Linked DNA regions of Sus scrofa: region 1 is linked to region 2. Evidence: chromatin contacts called from public HiChIP or PLAC-seq data. All regions are on one chromosome and are shown on one strand. Each heading gives the region's core, a stretch centred on a gene start, on an enhancer-like site or on the middle of the called end of the contact. The rest is flanking DNA. Distances are from core to core; before and after follow the strand shown.

Region 1 (4,474 bases), core at 266-2,765, 38 kb after region 2:
TCCATGAGGATGCTGGGTTTGATCCCTGGCCTTGCTCAGTGGGTTAAGGATCTCGCTTTGCCATGAACTACGGTGTTGGCTGCAGATGCGCCTCGGATCCAGCGTTGCTCTGGCTGTGGCTTATGCTGGGACTGTTGCTTGGATTCGACCCCTAGCCTGGGAACCTCCATAGCCACGGGTGCGGCCCTAAAAAGCAAAAAATAAAAAATAAAAATAAAAAAAAGCTAAGCGAACCTTGTTAACACTGTGTGTGTACTCAAACATATTTTAGAAAAGAAGGAGGCAGGCAAATACAAACATGCATCCATAGGCATACAATAAAACTTCTCTTTTCATATAGGGGCCTATTATTCTTAGAAAACAAATTCTCATAAAAATAGACATAGAATAAATTAACTTGCAAATTTATTTTTAAAGCGCATACAAATCCAATGATTTTATTGGTTCCCTTTTCAAATCCCTCGTTAAAGTCCCCCAGTGATCCCCCGCGTGATTATTTCTAAAGTATGATAAAAATTAGAATATATAAATAATCCTTCAGTCATAAGCATTTGAGAGATACATATTCAGATTAAAACTCTCAACTTTGAGCCCTCACGCGTCAACAGTACGGACATCAGAAACAAGAGTAACACGGCATGCTCATCACCATATGTAACACAAAAAGGTTACTTTTCATCATTAAAAATAACCATGGCTGTGTTGATAAGCCCTGAACTGTGCACTTAGAGGGAACCTACGACGCAAGGTCTGCCGTTTGCGCCTCTCAGGTTGCGGTTAACTGCGACCATCATTTACCACTGGCGTCGCCAAGCGGCTCCTGCCTTCCAAAGGGCAGCAAAGGGGCACAGGGGCTGTCGGAGGTCACCTCCCCACTCGCCCTCTCAGAGTGGGCCGGGGAGACTGCTACCCATGGGAAGAAAAGGTGGCGAGATTCACTGCAGTTCAGGCTGGTCAGCCTGCACTTCTCGCTCTGCCCAACGCACATACTCTCCCGAACCAATGCAGGACAGGTAGGACCAAAAATAAAACACTCCTTTTTAGATCCTTGAGTGGGAACTCAAAACAGCACTTTGGCTTTTTTCCCACGCTCCCAGGTTCCCTTCCCCTCCGCCCCTGCCCACCACGGAGGCCCCAGCGCGCGGTCCGGGAATCCCTTCCCAGGGCGCGCGGTCCAGCTCCCGCGGGCTCCGCCCCCCCGGCCCCGCCCCCGGGCCCACCCCTGGCCCAGACCCCGCCCCCACCTCAGCGCCCCACGTTCCCGGGATCGCCTGGCGCGTTCCCTGCGCCTCCGGCGCTCTCTCTCCTCCTCCCTGCCCCGCCGCCTCCGTCTACCACGCTCCCCTCCGGCCCGCCTCACCTTGGTCCGGATCTGCCCGGAGGTGGACACTTTGCGGATCAGTTTCTGGGGTCCCTCTTGCTCCGCTTCACTGTCAGAAGAATCCTCTCCAGGCCCCGCCGAGGCGGTGGCGGGGTTGACCGCGGCGCTGGCCCCGGCGGCCGCTCCTCCCGCGGCGCCCGGAGGGTGGTGCTGGCTGCCGGCCCCGGCCATCCTCTCTGACTCCTGCGGGGACACAGCACCGCCCGGCGGGGGCGACGGCGGCGGTCAGTGGGTGGACTCTGCCTGAGCCCGGCCCGGGGCCCCGCGCCCAGTCGCCGCCATCTTCCCCACCCCCAGCCGCCCCCGCGGGAGGAGGGTCTCCGGGGACCACTCGCCCTCCCGGCAGGCGCCCTTCAGGACCCCGTGCCCTGCTCCCTCCAGAGCGGCGCCCGATGTGGGGCAAGGGGGACTCGGGCCCAGGCCAGCCTGGGATCCCAGCACACCCAGCATCGGGATGGTACAGGGTTTCTGACCCAGAATACGACCCGCGCGGGTAGAGAGACGGGAGAGACAGAAAGCTCGGGGCAACCTCCCACTTCCTCTAAGGTCTAGGGTCCTCGGGATGGACGGGAGGGAGAGGCGACGAGAAACCTCTGCAACCCACCCCCGCAGGCCCGGCAGTGGCGATGTTCCCTCCAGCGATTCCTGGGAGACGGGGCAGGAACGGCTCCAGGAACAGAAAGGGAACCTAGGGCTTCCTCCCGACTGACTCCCCTGGGTGCGCCCGCCACCTCCTGGATCCAGAATCTCTCCAGAGAGACTTGGGCCTCGCCGCCCATTTCCGCGAGAAAAGTCCCCTCCGGCCCCGAGATGCATGGGCGCTGCCCCTTGTCTGTCTCCCGATCCCCTAGCCCTTCTCGGAGGAACCGTACCTCTCCCGCCTCCGCCTTGGGGTTCGGGTCCTTTCAGCTCTCCCGACCCGTGGCCTTTAGTTTCTGGCCCACCCCCACCCCCATCCGGCGCACACGGAAGAGAAGAGCATTTTCCGGGAGCTTCCACTCCGCTCTGAGAACTTTTCGTTCAGAAAGAGCGATCCCTTTGGCTAACAGGAAACCGGGAAGGGCGTGGAGAGAGCGCAGAAACGAGAGAGTACAAGCAGCCCGAGAGGACAGAATGCAAATAAATGTCTAGGCTGAAGCTCTAACCGAGACCGCCTGGAAGAAAACAATGCACTGGAGCCGTGTGAAACACCAGTGCCTGAGCACGAAAACAGTGGAAGTCCTGGGAGAGCCACTCCCTAACCCGGGCTAGAGCCGGAGGAAATGGGATCAACAGGCGGCAGCCACCGCTCACAACTCGTCACCGCGAGCTGGCAGAGCGGACACTGGGGACCAGCAGCCTTGCGGTGCCCTGTGCACGCCTGGCGTCAAAGAACCCTTGCAAGGTGTGGGAGGGCTCCGGGGAGAAGAGACTAAAGTGACAGAGTCCTCGTGTCACTCGCAGAGAATTGCAAAGTGGTGTTAGCTTATTTTTAAGTAGGGCAAAAAGTCCCTGCTAGACTCTGGAGCCTCTTCACACTTCAGGAAAGCAGTGGTTCTCTTCAGCGTGTTCACGCCCTTCAGGACTCAATCGAATTTTTTCAGTTGTCATGACCTTTAAAGGGTCCTCCAAACTAAGATTCTATTGGCTTGTTCTGGTTTTTGTTTTTTTTTAGTTTCAATCTTTCAATAATTTGCTTGCTGTGACAGAACTCGCAGTCCTTAGAGACTTTTAAGACACAACACGCAGTCCCAATATTACTGTCTATCCACACTGTAGATTAAATTGAAATGTAAAATGTGCTGGTTAGTTTGAATCTGCAAAGACAGGCGATTGCTGCCACCTAATACTGATTGATGGAGGCTACTTCTCTAGCCTTAGTTGTCTTCTTGAAGAAGGGAAGGAATTGGGCAAAATAAATGTATGGCTCTGTAAATATGTGATTCTGTATCGGCAAAGAACATACTGCTGAGAAGGAACTTATTGAAGAGAAAAAAAAATAATTAAAAAAAAAATAATGACCTTTATTCCAACCCAATTGTTTGGTCACAGACAAGTCCAGTGTGTGACAGCATAAATAAAAGCACATAGCAAAGGGCCATTTGAAAGAATAAAACTAGCTCAGATCTCTCTTTTAATGTAAAGAAACAGAGGCCCAAAGTCACAAGCTGGGACCAAAGTCTAAAGATGTGTCTTGTTCTAATGGTCTATTCACTTTACCACATTATATAACAAAAGTTAGTCTGTCAATTATCATATGTTTCCATGCACACGTCAGACTTTAACGTTTTATATAAGTAACATTTTCCAGAATCAGGACAGAGAGCAATTAAATGAAAAGGCATTGTTTAATATCCATGCCTATTCTACGATTTTAAGAAGAGGACTGAATACACTTCTCACTCTGATTCAAACACTGATTGCTTAAGAATATTAAAATAGTTTCAGATGCAAGAGCTGGGCAATTAATACCTCAAAGTAAAGGTATTCATTACTTCATAAAAAATTAACCTCACAGTTGTCCCTGCTCTTCAGAGACTCCTGGAACAAGTTCGAAAATTTGGTTGTGACTTTGAAGGCAGAGCCAGTGTCAGCCTGCTCATGCTAAATAAATGACCCCTGCTCTGCAATTTCCCTAGCACATACTCAGAGGGAAATACCATGTAAGCAAATGAAGGAATGTTACTTTATTTCCCACAAAAGGCAGTTCATGAAAAACTCTTTTCTTCAATCACCTCTTCTAATGAATTGTTTCACATAATCCCTAATTTAAAGTAGCTTGTCCCATTAGCATCTTCTCTGTAACTCTTATCTGTAAATTAGAAATTTCCAGAGTGAATAATCAGTCTGTATATGGTATACCTGCAGTGCACCTCACATCCCTTAAAAACGTAACAGCACTGTTAAGAGCTTAATAGTTGCAGCCATTTTAATATAGCTCAAAATAGCAACTAAAATTTCAAATATGTGGCACATTACAGTATTTCTTTCATTGACAAGATCTTGAATTTTTCCTTACTTGATGTTTTCAGATTTTGAAATAATTTCTTAGATGTGTCTTCCATATTTCATCATTATTGCTTTGAAGTCATTGTTTGGGACATATCATATCAC
Region 2 (4,617 bases), core at 77-2,576:
TGAGGCAAGAAAAAGAAATAAAAGGAATACAATTTGGAAACAAAGAAGTAAAAGTATCTTTATTCATAAACAATATAATTTTTACCTGTAAAAAGAAAAATGTGGATTCTACAAAACAGTTCCTAGAACTAGTGTGTTTAAACACTGTCATAGAATATAAATTCAATATACAAAATGATTATATTTCTATGTGTTAGTAATAACATACAATTTGAGATTCGCTGTTAAATTTGATTTTGCTGTGCCCTGGTATCATTTTCTTCATGATTCTTCTGCTTGGGCTGGACTGAGCTTCGTTGATCTGTGCATTTGTAGTTTGCATAAAATTTGGGAAAACTGTGGCCTTCATTTCTTTAAGTACTTTTTAAAATCTCCCCTCCTCTCAGGACTCCATTTATATATATATAAAGCTTGATATTGTCCCACAGCTCATTGAAAAAAAAAATGAGCAGAGCTTCAACTTTTTATTATATTTTATAGATAATTATGTCTTCAAATTCACTACTCTCTTCTTCTATAGTATCTAATCTTCTAATTCTCATTTTCTCATTTTCAGTATTGCACTTCTCATCACCAGAAGTAGAGTTTGAGTCCTTTTTTATAATTTTCTTCTCTCTTCTCATAATGTTCATGTTTTTATCTACCTCCTTAAACAAGTGAAGTATCCTTATAATAGTTATTTTAAAGACCTTGTTGGTCAATTCTATCATCTCTTTCATTTCTAATTTGGTTTCTACTGATTGCTTTTAATTCTGTTTGCAGGTCAAATTTTCCTGCTTTCGTATGCCTTGTGATTTTTTTAATTAGACATTGAACATTATAAATTTTATGTTGTTGGTCTGGAATTTGTGCATTGGCCTTTGTAATGGGATATAGTTAAATTATTTTGAGGCTTACTTGTAAACTGCGTTAGGACATGTACAAAGTAGCCTTTAGTCGAGGGCTAATTAGTCCCCATTACTGAACCAATGCCTTTCTAAGGATCCCACCTGAGGCCTGAGGTCTTTCCACTCTCTCCAGTGTGAAAATGAACTATTCCCAGATATGTATGTGCTCTTAGGATTGTTCTAACTACTCTTTTCTGGTGTTTCTTTCCTCAGATAGTTTTCTCCTATGCATGTACAGTAGAAGTTCTTGGCCAAAGACTCAAGGGGCCTCAGCAGATCCCTAAGCTTTCTTTCTGTGCAGCTCCCACCTTTCTGATATTTCCCCACAAATTCTAACCCCTCCTCAAACTCTGAACTCTGTTTCAACTTAGCAAGACCACGGGACATTCTTTGGTTTTCCCTTCCAGCACTGTGACCTGGAAATTCTCTCCAGACAGGAAGCTGGGGCAATCACAGGGCTTGCACTTTGTCACACACCCTCTCCTTGCTCTAAGGGATCATAGTCATGTGCGTCTGTTGCCTAAAAACCACTGTTTAGTACAGTTGTTTAAGGGATGGAGTCTCTCTTACTCCATGATGGTGAAAGGCAAACTTTTCTTGTTATTGATTACATTCTTAATTTCTTTAAAAATCTATTAGCTCAAGTTTAAAGGAACATACTAGAATAAGTGTTTGCTGTTTGCTTGAGAAAAAAACTACAGTTGGAAGGATAAACATTGGAGTGGCTTTTTACTCAGTGGATTAGAAACATGGAAAAGTAAAAATATCAATCCTCTGGTTGACTGTGTAACAATAAAGTTATGCAGTAATTTTCAGACCTGTCCTTATATTTCAGCATTGCACAGGCTGCAAAATAATAGAAAGGAGAAGAAAGATTTGCCCACTTATTCATTAATAAACACTTACTGAATATCTGATTATATTTAAAGCAGTGCTTTCAGAACCAAGGTTGATACAAAGATGCATGAAAGATCCTTGTTCTCACTGCTCTTATAAGAGAATTAAAGTCTAACAACAGATGAGATTAAAAACACAGACATCACACATACACATCACTACACAGTAAGTACCTTTGGAGAGGTATTTCTTATTGCTACAGAAATTCATAGAGGAAAGAAAGAACTCGGACTATGCACTTCAAATATCCATGGATTTTCCAAGAGTTAAAATATTTTTTAAAAAGTCATTATTTCAATTTAAAAACTCTGCCTACCTAGCTAAAAAAAAAAAAAAAAAAAAAAAAAGCAAAAAGCATAGGACTATGTTTCAGAGTCTTAAATCCCAGCATTGTTTTTCCTTTGTTCTACTTTACACATTTTCCCAGAACAATCCATTCCATCTATGTAAAAGACAGCATAGCTACCATCGTTGATCATTTCTTTTAACATGTCAAGAGGTATGTCTGCTCCATCACAGCAGCCCTGTTGCTTCTATTTTGAAAACTATCAGCGCTTTCAAACCACCTATTGCCACAAACTCCAAATCACAATCGCTGTACTTTTCTCCTTACACAGCTGTATCTCAAAGTGTACTCCATGGAGCCATGACCATCCTGGGCACTTTATGGAGGTAGGATGGCCAGTATTTTGTAGGGATTTAGGGGGCAGGAGAGCTGAAAGAGGAAACCTTGAAACTTTGTTCACATACATTTTACAAATATGAACTATAATATTATGATTTACAAACAGTTACTACATTCTCAAAGGTTCCCTGTGCCCTATAAAGATAGTCTTGGCCAGTTCACCACAGATATTTATTTAGTTATCTCGCAGGTCTCAGCTAACGTGTTTAACATTTGATCTTATCATTTTACATTTAAAATCTAACTTGGTATTTTTTTCCTTATGTTGCATCATATCCTCAATTCATAAAGTGGATCAGCAGCTCAAAATGGACAACTGCTAGTTATTTCAAAGCAGGGATAAAAATAGCAACACAAAGTACCATGAGCAAAAATAGTAAACAGAAATCCTGAGTGCATACGCAATATCCATTTATGGGATTAAAGGTTATTTTGTACTAACAAAAAGGATGCATTATGAAAATTTTCACTGAGTTAATAAAGCAAGATTAATTTGACCACTACCATCTGTTTTTCCACATTTGCTATACTTTTCTGTTACACTCAGGACCTGGGCAGTTATAAAGTCCCTGTCATTTGGCCAGAACTTTGACAGCCCATATTATTACAGGTGTACTGCAGGAAGCAGATATCTCGCATGTTTAAGCTACTAATCTGGAAAATAACCCTTAGTTACCCCTTTACAGCCTGCGAGGGGTACTGTTAACTGTAAAATTGTATTGAAGCCTATATTGGTTGCATCAAATATAACCACAGAGGTTATTTCAATATTGGTTCAGAATGAAAAGAACACAGGCAGTGTTCCATTGAGCTAAAGCTTAAATACATTAAGGTAACCGTACTTTACTCTGTTTATATAAAGTTAACCTTACTATCAATTTTTTTTAAATAGTAAAACTCTTTAAGATGAATGAGGCTATTGTGAATAACTTCCTGAAAGAAAATCCTGGTAGTTTTAAATATTTACACCTAAACTAAAAACACACAAGCACTCTTATACACAACAGTGAAAAGCAGATGGGATCATTTCCTACCCTGTAGTAGGCAAAGAAAAAAAAAAGAACAGATTGTACTATTTCTGTTTGGGAAGCGATAGGATGAACAGCAAAGACCTTCCAAGAGATACCTGTGAATAAACAATTCAAAAATAATGGTTTCTTAAATCATTCTATGGTAAAAAAGATTTATAAAGATACGAAGGAGGCATATGTATACATGTCTATGCTCTTTATATTAACTATTTAATATATTTACATAAATATTGATGACTAGGAGTTCTGGTTTCACTCTGTAAAGACTGGTTATTAAAGCCTGGTCACTGGTTTCTATTATTCTAGTATTCGCCTTAACCTGTTCTCATAGTTGATCAGTCACTGCTTCTACTGGGAACGCCCAGACTGTCCCTCTCCTCCTGTCTCCTGTTTCCTAAAGCTGGGTACAAGGCCCAGTCCCCTTTTATTTCTTACTTCGTATAGTTCTTGAGAAAACGTGTTGGCTCTGGGGTATTTCTTTTTTTTTTGTTTTTTCTCTTATTTATTTATTCATGGGGGAGGGGCTTATCTCATTTTCAGTATTTTTTTTTTTTTTTTTTAATGCTTTAAAAAGACAGGGAAAGCCCTATGTCCTAGCTCAGGTGCCAGAGAAAATTGGGCCCCATGCAGCAAAAGGAGAGAAAGTTTGGGGTTTTTTTGGTTTTTTTTTTTTTTTTTTTGGTCTTTGTAGGGCCACACCCAGGGTCTATGGAGGTGCCCAGGCTAGGGGTCGAATCGGAGCTGTAGCCAGTGGCCTATGCCACAGCCACAGCAACTGCCAGATCCGACCCACATCTGAAACCTACACCACAGCTCGAAGAAATGCTGGATCCTTAACTGACTGAGCAAAGCCAGAGATCGAACCTGCGTGCTCATGGATGTCAGATTCGTTGCCACTGAGCCATGATGGGAACTCAGAGAGACAGTATGAAGTGAGGAAAAGAAAGGGGGGGGGTCTCAAAGAGAAAGGCGGGGGTCGGTGGGCGGGCCATGGATTTGCAACCTTCGGGCCAGGGGAGCCATAGACAGCACAGAGCATGACGCCCCCTGCCGGCCTGGCCTCTGCATCACCAGGTGAGGGGGCGCTGTGAATCCCAGGAGCACCCCTTAGAGTGGG

What was found. HiChIP or PLAC-seq counts read pairs in DNA pulled down with a chosen protein or histone mark.
Region 1: an H3K27ac HiChIP or PLAC-seq map of alveolar macrophages shows a contact between it and region 2. The contact joins two enhancer-like sites. A contact is called at or near these places in 2 of 5 promoter capture datasets (liver and skeletal muscle), 2 of 47 Hi-C or Micro-C datasets (embryonic fibroblasts and fibroblasts) and 1 of 2 datasets of contacts at active chromatin or transcription factors (alveolar macrophages).

Annotation. Positions count from the first base shown.
Region 1 is chr11:24,962,111-24,966,584 of Sscrofa11.1, forward strand. It overlaps DGKH (diacylglycerol kinase eta), which reads right to left. Exons shown (of 32, transcript XM_021065624.1): 2 at 1,361-1,564. Among named protein-coding and RNA genes, the nearest start is that of DGKH, 6.6 kb to the right of the region's middle. Within about 2 kb of position 1,516, at least 66 of the 83 cell types and tissues checked have an H3K27ac peak or open chromatin away from gene starts, as enhancers often do. A contact at or near this core is called in alveolar macrophages, where this site is marked.
Region 2 is chr11:24,924,710-24,929,326 of Sscrofa11.1, forward strand. All of the region lies in intron 2 of DGKH (diacylglycerol kinase eta), which reads right to left. Among named protein-coding and RNA genes, the nearest start is that of DGKH, 44 kb to the right of the region's middle. Within about 2 kb of position 1,327, at least 5 of the 83 cell types and tissues checked have an H3K27ac peak or open chromatin away from gene starts, as enhancers often do. A contact at or near this core is called in alveolar macrophages, where this site is marked.